2 separate regions of the Mus musculus genome follow, and region 2 is linked to region 1. Evidence: chromatin contacts called from public HiChIP or PLAC-seq data. All regions are on one chromosome and are shown on one strand. The core of a region is the stretch at or near the end of the contact, and the rest is flanking DNA. Distances in the headings are between cores, read along the strand shown. Region 1 holds the start of Nanog (Nanog homeobox). Region 2 overlaps Clstn3 (calsyntenin 3).

Region 1 (6,805 bases), core at 1,178-3,677:
TGCTCTCTGGGTCCTACCTCTCTACCTTCTGAGTGGAGGTTTATCCAAAGACTCAGGTTTGGGGGGACTTTTATCTCGCCTAGATTTTTGCATGGTGCTGGGTGAATAGAATCCTGTTGGGACCTTTCATACTCTACTACCACTGAGTCAGCTATATCTATACATACATACATATATACATACATACATACATACATACATACACACACACACACACACACACACATTAACATTTAGGGATGAACTAATATTTATGAACAAAAAATGTCATGACGAAATCCATTATACTGAATGTTATCTAAGGAAATTTCCAGGGTTAAATCACTTGTTGTTAGGAATGCACAGTCCTGAGTTTAGACACCCCCCACCCCCAATTTTTTTTTAAAGGTATATTTTAAAATGATCCCACTGGGGCTGGTGAGATGGCTCAGTGGGTAAGAGCATCCAACGGCTCAGTGGGTAAGAGCACCCAACTGCTCTTCCGAAGGTCTGGAGTTCAAATCCCAGCAACCATATGGTGGCTCACAACCATCTGTAACAAGATCTGACGCCCTCTTCTGGAGTGTCTGAAGACAACTACAGTGTACTTACATATAATAAATAAATCTTTAAAAAAATAAATAAATAAAAATATCCCACCATCTTTTCTGCTAGTACAAGAGCAGCCAGTCAGAGGGTCCAGTTAATTATTAATTACTAGAGTAAAATTTCGGTTAACCAAATTCGTTTCTCTTATCCTTGACCCTCTAGCTCTTCGGTTAGCTTTTTTGTTTTTTTCCAGGGCCTTCAGCAAGAGACAAGTGCTCCTCCACCAAGCTTTGCCCCAACATTTCCTAGATCCAGCAGCAGGTAGAAGACACCTCCTACACTGAAGACATCTGTGCTCCACGCTGATGGCAATGCTGAGGTTAGCCTGCAGTCTAGCAAATAAGTAGACAGCCCTGAAAGCAGCTTCTAAATGGAAAATTATGCCATCTGCTGGCACTAGGGGCACGCACTACAAACACACATGCTCTACACACATGCTCTAAAAACACACATCACTTACAAAGGCTATCCCCACCCGTTCATTCCTAACCCAGCACTTTTCCCACCTCCAAAATCAAAAATTGAGGGAGGCAGAGGCAGAGGCAGGCGGATTTCTGAGTTTGAGGCCAGCCTGGTCTACAAAGTGAGTTCCAGGACAGCCAGGGCTACACAGAGAAACCCTGTCTCGAAAAAACAAAAAAAAACAAACAAAAAAAAAATCAAAAATTGAACCCATAAATCAGAAAAATCAAGATGACAGACATTAACTTAAAAGCTCAGAAAAAAGGGGACACACACTTCCTAGCGCTCCACACACCCAAGCACCGCTGCACACACCCGAGCATCACTGCACACACCCGAGCATCGCTGCACACACCCGAGCATCACAACACGCACCTGAGCACCGTGGCACACACAGCCTAGCAGCCTCTTGGTTCTACCATTTACAAGCCTGAGTACTGGGCTGACTCTGTACAGACAATGAGCTTCAGACCTTGGCTCCAGATGCTAGCTATAAGAATGAATGACTTAAACTGTGTACACTTGTTTGGGGTTTGGAAGGAGCACTGAGCTCACAAACCCAGAACTGCTAAGTGACATCCATATTCCCAAAGGTTGAGAGAAATGCTAACTGCTTCTGCTGGAGAAAACGGCCATTTGGGCAAATTGCAAACTAACTGTATAACCTCACCAAAAAAATGGGGTGCTCATTCCAAGCTAGGATGTTAGGTCTCCCTGCTACTGAAGACACCACTCACTGCCCCCGAACATATTCCAAAGAGCCCAAATATTTAGGTTCTCAAATACACACAAGAGCCTTATATTGCTCCGTCCTGTGTCCCGGATCTCTATTTCAGACTAGAAGGCCAACGTATCACCGGTCAAACTCAGAGGGGTTTCCAGAAGAGTGATAAGGACACCCGCTTATGTTAATGACTACTACGGTTCATAAAGAAGCAATAACCCTTCAGCCCGTTTTTTCTACTCTTACCCTAATTTACTGGGTTCTTCGGGGACTGAATTCCTTACCAGCCTCTGTGCAGAGCATCTCAGTAGCAGACCCTTGTAAGCAAGAATAGTTCTCGGGATGAAAAACTGCAGGCATTGATGAGGCGTTCCCAGAATTCGATGCTTCCTCAGAACTAGGCAAACTGTGGGGACCAGGAAGACCCACACTCATGTCAGTGTGATGGCGAGGGAAGGGATTTCTGAAAAGGTTTTAGGCAACAACCAAAAAACTCAGTGTCTAGAAGGAAAGATCATAGAAAGAAGAGTTAAATGTCTAATGCAAAATTATCAAGAAGTCAGAAGGAAGTGAGCCGCAGCCTTCCCACAGAAAGAGCAAGACACCAACCAAATCAGCCTATCTGAAGGCCAACGGCTCAAGGCGATAGATTTAAAGGGTAGGTCCTGCTCCTCCCCCCTCAAGCCTCCTACCCTACCCACCCCCTATTCTCCCAGGCACCCAGGCGGCACCCACGCCCCACCAGCCCTGTGAATTCACAGTTAATCCCACCTGCAGGGTCCACCATGGACATTGTAATGCAAAAGAAGCTGTAAGGTGACCCAGACTGGGAGGGAGGGAAAGCTTAGGGGGCATCCTCTGATCTAAAGACATCCCCCCCCCCCAAAAAGAGGCTTTACCTCATTTCACTTTATTCATCTTTTAACCACGGCTGCACCTCCAGACCCTGGCGATCTCTAGTGGGAAGTTTCAGGTCAAGTGGGGGATCTGAGTTTCCTCTTCCATTCTTTCTACAGACATGAAAGAGTCAGACCTTGCTGCCAAAGTCTCTGTTTATACACGGCTTTCCTTTCAGCACTCAGCGTTTCTTGCTTGCTCTTCACATTGGGAAACCTGGGGAAATCTTCCCTCCAAAAGTGCGGCTTTTTAACGCAAGTCTGAAGAAAGAGCCTGTGTCCTGCTTAAGACTCGGGCTACCTTAGTAAGTTGGTCCATGCTTTGGTTTTGAGACAGGTTTTTCTCTGTTGCCTTGAGTAGCTTATACTCAGTATGTAGACCAGGCTTGTCTACCACCATGCCCAATTTAAGGAGTGTTTAAATTAATGTAGAGGCCTTCTGTTTTGTTTTGAGACAAGTTCTCACTGTAAAACCTAGGCTGGCTTCAGACTTACTGCAATCCCAAGTGCCTCAGCCGTCTAAGCAATGGAAGAAGAAATTTATCGTATTTCAAATTTGGTTTTGGTCATTTCTTTGAGATAGAGTTTCACGTACCCGAGACTGGCCTCACAGTCTATTGCTCTAGCTGGTCCCAAACTCCTGATCTTCCTATTTCCACATCCCAAGTTCAAAGTTTGCCGATCAGTCCTTGTGCTCACAGATAAGTGAGTGAAAGCACTCTAACCCAGCTTAAGTCGGCTTCTGTGTATAAGCAGAGAGGGAAGGGCCGTCCTCTCGTAACATCTCCCATGTGAAGACTCTACCACAGTGAGTATTGGTAGGAGTGGTTCTTCCTGGGTTTTATTCTACAAAAGACTAAGCTTGAATGGCTCTTTTTGGTTTGGGGTTTTTTTTGGGGGGGGCGGGGCGGAGCGCGGGGGTTGGTGGTGTTTGTTTGAGTTTTGTTATTATTCTAGGCAGGGTTTCTCTGTGTAGCCCTGGCTGTCCTGGGACTTGCTCTGTAGAACAAGCTGGCTTCCAACTCACAGAGAGCCAACTGCCTCTGCCTCCCATGTGCTGGCATTAAAGGCCTGTATGTGCCACCACTGCCGCCATGGCCACCACAGCCACCATACTACTACTGTCTCCACTGCCACCACTGTCTCCACTGCTACCACTGCACCACACCATCATTGCCACCACTGTGCCATGCCACCAATGCCACCACTGTGCCACAGCACCACTGCCACCATCGTCACCACTGTCTGCCTCTGCTGCCACCCCTGCCACCATTACCACCACTTCCCTTCTTCCACTGCCACCAATGCTACCAATACTACCACTGTCAGCACTGCCACCAAGCCACCATTGTTACCACTGCCTCTGCGGCCACCACGGCTGCCACTACCACCGTTGCTACCACTGTGCCACCATGGCTACCACTGCTGCCCCACTACCATTGCCACTAAAGCCTGCAATGCCTCCACTGCCACCACTGCCACCTCTGAGCCACACCAACCCTGCCACCAATGCCATCACTGCCACTACGACCACCACTGCCTCAACTGCTGCCACACTATCACTGTCTGTCACCACTGCCACCAAGGCCTCCACTGCTGCCAAGACCACCACGGCCACTACTGCCTCCATTGCCCAGCCTGACTGAACCTCTTTTTTTTTTTTTTTTTTTTTGAGATTTTTCTCTTTATTCTGATGAACAGTGTGATATAATTAAACCAGCCATTTCCTTTTTTGTTTGTTTGTTTGGTTGGTTGGTTGGTTGGTTTTTCGAGACAGGGTTTCTCTGTGTAGCTCTGGCTGTCCTGGAACTCACTCTGTAGACCAGGCTGGCCTTGAACTCAGAAATCTGCCTGCCTCTGCCTCCTGAGTGCTGGGATTAAAGGCGTGTGCCACCACACCCGGCTAAAGCAGCCATTTCTTGTTTCAATTAGACACTTTTAGACATAAACTAATGTGGCTGGTTGACCTCTGTCCACATCCAGCTGGAGAAACGCAGAGCGCGGCATCTTGCCCTCCTCCCTCGAAGGCTTCAGACCCACTGTTTACACCACTCTCTCTCTCTCTCTCTTCCAATTTTGTTTCTTTTTTCTTCTTTCTTTAGATTTCCTTTATTTTTGTGTGCATTGGTGTTTTGCCTGCATGGATTTTGGTGTGAGAGTGCCCGCCGTGGTGGCACACGCCTTTAATCCCAGCACTTAGGCGGCAGAGGCAGGTGGATTTCTGAGTTCGAGGCCAGCCTGGTCTACAAAGTGAGTTCCAGGACAGCCAGGGCTACACAGAGAAACCCTGTCTCGAAAAACAACAACAACAAAAAGATGAAAAAGAGAGTGCCAGGTCCCCTGGAACTGAAATTACAGATAGTTATGAGCTGTCATGTAGGTACTGGAAATTGAACCCTGGTCCTCTGGAAGAGCAACCAGAGCTCTTAACTGCTGAGCTATCTCTCCAGCCCCTCTAGCCCATCTCTTAAGCCCTCCTCTGACAACTTTGAGGTATGAGGAAACTTTAAAAACAAAAAAAAACAATACTTTTAGAATTGGGTTCCAGTGATTCCATTTTCAGAGATATTTTTGCATATAAATTATATATATGAAGCTAATGCTATATGAAACCCTGTCTCGAAAAACCAAAAAAAATATGTATATAGTAACATATTCTATAGAACACGTATATAATTTGTGATATAATAAATAATGTAAATATATCATTTACTTATTTATTTATTTACTTATTTATTTTGAGACAGAGTTTCTCTATGTAGCCCCGGCTATCCTGGAATTAGATCTGTAGGCCAGGCTGGCCTCGAACTCACAGAGACCCACCTGCTTCTGTCTCTCAGAATGCTGGGGTTAAAGGGATGGCCACCACTACTTGGTGAGATATGAAGGTTTTAAACAATAAACAGATGGACTAAAGCCCCTAAGTAGAAATCATAGAACAAAAGAATAACTGTTCTACCTTCTGCTTATTCGCTGGACTAATACAAATATGTCCCTGATGTGATTCTTGTCATTAGGCAAAGAATGAATAGGCCGTTCAAAATATCAAGGTTTATGCAGCGCTTAGTAAAAAATATTCTTTGTAAGTCTGCTCCAGAGGGTAGACAGTCCAGGCAGGCATCACCAAAGTCATTTTAAGACTTGCAGCCTTCAGTGAAAAGTCTTTCACGTGGTTTGCTTAAACGAAGAATGGTATGTTGAGTTAAGTACTCGGACTAACCAAGGGCTACAGTATTATCTGTAGCCAATTTTTAATTTTGAGTCAGGACCTCACTATGTCAGATCTGGTTAGCCTGGAACTCACTGTGTAGACAAGGCTGGCTGCTGTGTTTCTTTCCCTCTCTCCCAAGTGCTGGGACAGAGAAAGCAGTCTTCACACTTTTTTTTTTTTAAAGACAGAGTCTCAGTGTGTATTCCTGGCTAGCCAACTCAGTATGCAGACCAACCTGGCTTTGAACTCCCAGGGATCCCTCTACTTCTGTCTGCCTTAAGGGGATCAAAGATGTGGCACCTTCACCGTGGTTTGGAATCCTTTTCTTCAATTTTATTTGTTAGAGCTAAGGCATGCCTGAGGAAGTCAGAGGACAATGTTTGGAACTTGGTTCTCTTGCACTTATACAAGTGTGTTTTACCCGCTGAGCATTCTGCCACTCACACCTCAGGAGAGGTAGGGGCATCACAGGGAGTTGAAAGCCAGCCTGATCTCCAGACTGCCTAAAGAAACAGAAACAAAACAAACACACACACACACAAAGAAAATACAAGCCTAAAATCTAAAGCACGGGGCCCATCGCTAACATATTGAAGGACAATAGGCATTCTGTGATGGCTCTTGTCTCCCCATTCCTAAGCCCAACATTCGAGGATTCTAAGGTCCTTTCCCACCCTCTACTCCAATCTCACTAAGGAAAGAAATGCTTACTAATCCCAGTTACATACTTTTGCCACACTCAAGTTTTTGAAATAACCACGTAGTCTCTCTCTCTCTCTCTCTCTCTCTCTCTCTCTCTCTCTCTCTCTCTCTCTCTCTCTCTCTCTCTCTCTCTCTCGGGGGAGGTGGGGGCGGGGATACAAAGCCCAGCAAACTACCTTCACTAGGCCAAAGGGTTCCTCTCCCTCAGCTACCAGCTCTGCC
Region 2 (6,820 bases), core at 877-3,376, 1.7 Mb before region 1:
TCTCAGGAATAGGACTGCTTGGGGTGTGAAGGGCATCGAGAACCCATGTGGCAGGTAGCGATCCAGCTGCCCAGGAGGGTTCTGGGCTTGGGACTGTATCTATGGGGTCTCTTCCTCCATTTGCTGTTTCTGGGATTTGGGGCTCCTCTGCTTTGCTTCCTTGTGCTTCTCCGAGTGCTCTCTCTGGCAGCACAGAATGGGGCCCAGGTTGTGTTTATGGCTGCTCGTTCTGTGGCCCTCAGGGTCCAGGTCTGTAGCGTTTATGTCTTCCTTCAGGGGGGTGCTTGGTTTGCACAGCTGGTAGGGAGTTGGGTGACCTTGCTCATACGGCTCTTTGGAGGCATGCTAGAGACTCTGACACATATCCCATTAATCCTACTGTGTGAGCAGGCTGCTAGGTGGCTGGTACAGGCAGTTGTGTGGGTAACTAGAGGCCTGGCTCGGGTATGGGGCATGGCGACGTTTGTCCAGCTGTGTGCCCACTCGTTCTTCATTGGCATGTGCCTGTGTCTGCACATCTGCTTTTCCACCATCAGCTCCAAGGTCCATGTGAGAGTGCATATGCCCTTCTGTCTCTCACTGCCTGTGAGAGTCCATGTACCCCTGAACCTGGGCATCAGAATGAGGCTTCAGGGTGGGAGGCCCCGGAGTGCAGCGGTGGAAGTAGGGAGACCTCAGGGGGAGACTCCGCAGGAACAGCAGCCCTGCAGGACCAGGAACCTCAGGCCCACAAGGAGAAGGGAGGTGTCACGGAACAGGAGTGAGCCCAGACGAGGTGGGTAAGTGAAGGGACCTGTCCTCAGCCTTGGGGACTGTGATTCCTCTCTCTGGTCAGCAGGCCAGGCTTAGAGTTGCTTTGCTTCTCATCCCAGTCAGTCCTCTGCAGCTGACCCTCTCTTTCCCTCTGGGGAGGTGGTGGTACCTGGGGAAGATCCAGGCAGAAAGACAGGAAGCTTCTAGTTTTTGCCATTTATCCAAAGACAATATAGCTGTTCAAGGCAGCAGTAGGCTGGGGGCCTTCTCCACACCATCCACCTTTGTACATTTGCCTTCCTGTCTGTGTGCCTTTGGCCCTTGGAGCAGCCTCTCTCTTCTTCCGTTCCAGTTTACACTTCCTGCTGGGGTCTGTTGCTCTTTCAGTCTCTCAGGTTGTTTGCCTCCTCAAGATCACTTTGGTGGCTGTGGTTTATTTACTCTTGGATTTTTCCCACTGAGTAGTTTCTTCCGTCGGCACCCTACAACCTCTGAGCCCAAATTGCCCAGGTATGCTGGGTTCTGCTGACCCCTTGCTCTCCCTGCAGTGGTCCCCAGTGCTGCGACTCTCATCATTGTGGTATGCGTGGGCTTTCTGGTGCTTATGGTTATCCTCGGCCTCGTTCGGATCCACTCCCTTCATCGCCGCGTCTCAGGAACTGGCGGACCTTCAGGGGCTTCCACTGACCCGAAGGACCCTGACCTCTTCTGGGATGACTCTGCTCTCACCATTATTGTCAATCCTATGGAGGTGAGTGGCCTGGAGGGATGAAGCTAATACTCCTGCTGAGGACCCACGCCTGATGCGAAAGCTTTTGGTGCTGGTGCAGCTGCTGAGCTCATGGAGGTGGGGGTGGGGGGAGGATGAGACTGGGGAGGGACTCTGCAATGGCGCATGCTTGTGTGTGTCCTCAAGGAGAGGTTCTGCCTGTGGCTAGGCTGTTGAGCTCTCGCTCTCTGCTTTTGTCTTCTCCAGTCCTACCAGAACCAGCAGACCTGTGTGGCAGGGGTGGCTGGTGGCCAGCAAGAGGAAGAGGACAGCAGTGACTCGGAAGCAGCCGACTCCCCCAGCAGTGATGAGAGACGCATCATTGAGAGCCCCCCACACCGCTATTGAGGCGCCAACCCTGCCAAGAGAGAGAGGCCTGCCCTGGGGAGACAGGCACTCAGGAAAAAAAAGGGAGAACGGCATTTTGAGAGAAGAGAGACCGAGGGGGGAGAAAGAGCTCTTCATTTGGAGCAGTCCTTCAATCTCAGAACCCCAGGAGGCCCCACAGGAGTTGCCCTCCTCCTTCAGCCTGCCCCTGCCTTGGGCTGCCCTTCCCCTGGTGTACTCCTGAGGTGTCTGCCCCAGCTGGCTGCCCTGGGAGAGTGGCTGGATGGCTTTGGCTGCCCTGTAGCCTACCTGTGGCAGCATACTGTGCCAGCCATGCACTGTATTAGGGAGGGGGATGTCAACAGCCTTGGTTGAGGTGGGAATGCAATTGATGGGAGCCTGCTGCTGTGTCCTTCTCTACTCTGTTCTGTCCGTGAGGGCTTTCCTTCTGTTGCCCCTCCCCCTCCCGCTTCCCCTAGGATCCCCTCGCCTCTATTTCCATTTCACTCTGGGGATCCCTGCTCCTCCCTCTTCTCAGCCTCCTCCCTCTTTTGTCCTCTTTTCCTCTCCTGCCTGAGCAGTACCAAGGTCTTACTGTCTCTATTCCTTTCTCCATGGCCTGCTTTGCCTGGGTTGTGGGGAAGGAGGAGGAGGGGGACCCTGGGGGTGTATTATATATAGTGTATATTTTTTCAATGTTGTCGTGAGCGCAGCTCCTGTGTTTCTGTGTGCAGCTCACAGCCTTGTATGTGTGCGTGTGCGTGGCATTGTCATGTCCTGGGATGAGGGTAGGGGGTGGGTGTGGTAAAGGAGGGCCGCACCCTAGGGTTTTCAAATAAAACAACTAGAAAAAAGTTCTTGCTTGCTGTTTACCTGGCTGATTCTGTGTGACTGTGGGCTTTCTGATCTTAGGGGCCATTTAGGCCTCTGAGCAGGTTGAGGTGACAGGGTAGGGTTGGCTCTGGCTGTGTAAATTCCTAGGTTGTCACTGGGAATGTAAGATGGGGGCGGAGGACTCACACTGTGTCCTTCCCCCTGCATCCTGGAAAGGGATGACATAGATGCATGTGCAGATGCCCACTGCTCTCTGGGGACATTGTCAGCCCCTCCCCCTCTTTCAAAATCCCAACTAGAGCACATTGGCTCCTAGGGCTCCTAGTCAGAAAGCGTAAGGGAGGACACTGGTGATTCTGTTCTTTGCAACCACGAGATCAAGAGCTCTTTTTTTTGTGGAGGAAATCTGTAGCTCAGGCCCAAGGGCTCTGCTTTGCCACACCCCTGCCATGGCTGCTGAGCAGCCTTAGCTCTCTTCATGCCGACATGGTAGTATGGCAGGTTCTGGTCTGTCCTCAACCTTTGGGCCATTTATTCACTGTCCTTTGTGTCTCTAGGCCTTAGGTGATAAAGGACAGAAGGAGATGGAGCTAGCAGAGAGGGGACTGCTGTTGTAGACACTGTCCTTCCTGTACTGTCCCTGCCCTAGGCCATACAGCGAACCACACACACCTTAGTTCCTTTCTGAAGGGCAGGTGATTTAGAACGTTAGTGTTTCCTAGTTCTCTGTGGTCCTTTATAGCACTGTGGGGGTGGAGCTGGGGCTGCCTAGTCCGCTGATGCTCCGTTCACCTCTCCAGCTTCCATCGGATGCCCTGGACCCAGCTCACAGCTCCAACTCTCAGCTGTCTGCTGTATGTCTTTCACCCGGGCACTTCCTTTCTGGTCCTTCCCCCTATCTGTTGGTATGAAGACCTGGGCAACCTATGTCTCAGACTTAGCCTTTGCTCAAACTCTGTTGTCATGGTTACCTCTGCTTATGCTTCCTATGCAGTGTCCTCAACCAGAAAGCAGGCAGTTGGTCTAGATTCCTCTCACCCATGCCCATGTTCAAATGGTGACCACACCTTGTCATTGCTTCTTCAGTTTTCTTAGACGTGCCAGGCTGCCGCTGCAGCTGATGCCACTCGGATTTGCATTCTTCACTGAGAGCCCCCTACCTGCCTCCAGCTCCTCTGTCTTGGCCCATTTCAGTCCATCGTTAACTCTGAGTCTTAGTGGCCTTTGTAATGCACAATTCCACCTATGCCATTCTCCTTCCTGTCACTGGTTTGGTTAATAGCAGATGCTCTGGCAGCCTCTTAGCTCCTTTCCCTTGATGGCTTCTTTGCCATCACTATCTCTGCACACCTGAATGCAGGGAACAAAAGCCACCGGCACTTTCTGGAGTCACACTGCTTTTTCTTGCTTCTGTGTCCTTGTGTGAATTGTTCTGTCAGTCATGTTTTCCTCCTCTTAGCTGCCGAATAGCAGAGAAGAGGTCTTCAGTCTTCGGTGTTCACATACCCCGTGGTCACACCTCCATGACAGCATGTCCCATGAGGCTATAACACACCTATCTCTATCAAATAGATTCTCTGTATACCCTGCAACTTGTGTAGGGCCAGGCGCACCCCAGGGGCTCAGATGCATGAAGTTGTGGGTAATCTTGAGACTCCAAGAAGACTTACTGGTGAGATACAGGAGCGCTGCCTTGGTGACCCATTGGCCTGGGAGGCCAGGGGTGGAAGGTGTCCCAGAAGGTGCCCAGCAGTATGTCTTCCTATAGCCATTGGCTTGGATGTCCTGCTGTTGCCTATCTGTGACAATACCATAGGAGTCAGCCTGTTCCTGTAGTCCCCAGAATCCCAAGGTGGAGCTCAGAGGCTTGGGACAATGGGAAGCTTTAACTCCCAAGAGAGTAGAGGAGTTTTTGAAGTTTGTGGACCTGGCTTCCAGTGCAAACAACCTTCCTCTCCTCCCTCTTTTCAACCTTCTGGTCCTCACTCACCCTGGATCTCAGAGACCGAGTCTTCCTATTCATAAGGGCAGAAGCCACGCCCTGCCATTATTTTTATCTGCTTTTATTATGCTGTGACTCCCTTGGAATCTTCATTCATTCTTTGTCATTTCTGCACCATCAAATGTCTTCAATTCCTGCTCCTGACCTCTTGATTGCCCTTTTACCTGGCCTCTCTCAGTCTCCTTGTTTCTGTTTCTATATCCTGTCTGTCTCTGCCTTAGCATGCACACACACACACACACACACACACACACACACACACACACACACACACACACACACGAGAGAGAGAGAGAGAGAGAGAGAGAGAGAGAATAGAATTAGGCAAGGTGCCAACTTCAATGATCTAGGGAAAGGGCAGCAGGCAAGACTCCAAATGAGTCTTTCTTTTCTTGCTCAAGATCTCCTAGAACATTCTTTAACCTCTCTTACAGAACCTGGCTCTCTCCAGCTGCTTCCTGAGAGGGAAGAAGGCATGGGAAAGGAGGTAGGCATTTGACTGATGGGTAAGCCCTAGGACTTCAGGATTGGCTGGATTTCAAGCTCAACTAGTCTCAATTTAATTAGACGTAGCAAACAGATTTCCCTCGGCCTCACTCATTTTCCCCTCCTGCAGTGGGAGGCTCTGTCCCTCTTAAGTCCACTCTTGGCCAGGAAAATTAATTAGCTTTATCCATGATGAAGCAAGTGCTGAGCTACTGGGAAGCCACACTGTAGAGGCAAGCGTGTCAACTGCCGGCTCAAGTGTCACTGTGTCTTTCTTCATGTTACCAAACCAGAACCCTGGAACCCTGCCTCAGTGTTGCCAGGGAGGTTGGCTGCAAGTTCAGTGGAGGGTGCAGCTTTTGGGCTCTCTTGGAATTATCCACCCATCATCCCTCCCCTTTCGGGGGCTTTTTTGGGAAGGGTCAAGAACATGTCTGCTTCCATTCTTTGAGGAGCTGTGGAAGATGTCAGGCTCTTTTCAGATTTCAGCTTTTCAAGAACTCTCTTAAGTGGATTCACTAAAACTCCCAAGACCAGTCACATTGTGGGGTTCTTCTAGACTGTGTGAGAATTCCTGAGATCCTTCAAACCCTTGGGGGTTTCCTGGGGGTGTCTGAACGTATACTGTGTGAGGATGGACTAGCGCCCAACGAGGCTACCAATTTCCTGAATTCACTCCACTCAGCAGCAGCGCGCTCTCTCCAGCTGCTTCCTGAGAGGGAAGAAGGCATGGGAAAGGAGGTAGGCATTTGACTGATGGGTAAGCCCCTGGCATCATCAGGGGAGGGAGCTGTTTTATCTACCTCTTTAGTGCTAGAGTTTTTCAGTGCTGGTTCCTCTCTCGCAACATCATCCTGAGAGTACTTAAAATACCCTCAACCTACAAGAAAAGGACAGATGAAGTTCTAAATTTAGAGACGGTGGATAGAAGGAGGGGGAATGGAGACTCTGGGATATACTAGAGCTGGCTCTGTCAGAGAGAGAGAGAGAGAGAGAGAGAGAGAGAGAGAGAGAGAGAGAGAGAGAGAGAGAGAAGCTCGTGCCTCCCGGCTGTAGCTTCTAGTCCATAAGGATAAGGGAGCCCCTATTTTAATTTTCATGTTTAAGACATGACCCCAGTTCTTCCAACCCCTTCTTCCACCTCCCTCAGCAGTTGGTATTTTTCTCCTTTTTCTGTGGGTTGTAATGTGACTGGATCTGGAGGAAGAGGCTGTTCACAGGGACAATAGCCAGTCAGAGGATGCCTTTCCTTTGTTGGTAGGTCACCGTGAAGCATCTTCTCTCCATCCATACCACTGTGGGGAGGGGAAGTAAGTGCAAAAGAAGGCACAGCAGTGACAACTTTCAGACCACAGCAGGACTACATGCCAGAGTGCCAGGCCCGAGGTAGACCTGGGCTGGGCTGTGTGGGCCATCTGTCCCCATGGAGCTGGGGCCTGCATAAGCTCCTGTCCCAGTGACACTTACCGACTAAGTGACTAAGCTTCCTTGCCCCTGGCCTTTCTCCTTCAGTAGATTATCTCAGGCCTTTGCTAAGGCAATAGAGAGTTGACAAAGTGGCTGTTGACAGGCCAATAGACTCTAATGTAGACAAGAGAAATGCCAAGGGCATGCAGAGCCTATTATGTGGAGGGAGTTCGCTTTTCCCT

The links. HiChIP or PLAC-seq counts read pairs in DNA pulled down with a chosen protein or histone mark.
Region 2: an H3K4me3 HiChIP or PLAC-seq map of embryonic stem cells shows a contact between it and region 1, with 7 times the contacts expected there. The contact joins the enhancer-like site here to the promoter of Nanog in region 1. A contact is called at or near these places in 5 of 39 promoter capture datasets (cranial neural crest, embryonic stem cells, hippocampal neurons and 1 more), 5 of 115 datasets of contacts at active chromatin or transcription factors (all in embryonic stem cells) and 1 of 9 other capture datasets (liver).

What each region holds. Positions count from the first base shown.
Region 1 is chr6:122,703,187-122,709,991 of GRCm38.p6, reverse strand. Nanog (Nanog homeobox) reads right to left here and starts at 2,427. Exons shown (of 4, transcript NM_028016.3): 1 at 2,059-2,427. The coding sequence starts at 2,209. RefSeq lists promoters at 2,287-2,477, 2,393-2,619, 2,282-2,687, 2,350-2,731, 2,213-4,714, cis regulatory regions at 2,536-2,543, 2,629-2,634 and an enhancer at 2,554-2,591.
Region 2 is chr6:124,426,642-124,433,461 of GRCm38.p6, reverse strand. It overlaps Clstn3 (calsyntenin 3), which reads left to right. Exons shown (of 18, transcript NM_153508.4): 17 at 1,302-1,504; 18 at 1,730-2,706. The coding sequence ends at 1,870. Among named protein-coding and RNA genes, the nearest start is that of D830015G05Rik, 15 kb to the right of the region's middle. Within about 2 kb of position 2,126, at least 26 of the 459 cell types and tissues checked have an H3K27ac peak or open chromatin away from gene starts, as enhancers often do. A contact at or near this core is called in embryonic stem cells and stem cell-derived epiblast-like cells, where this site is marked.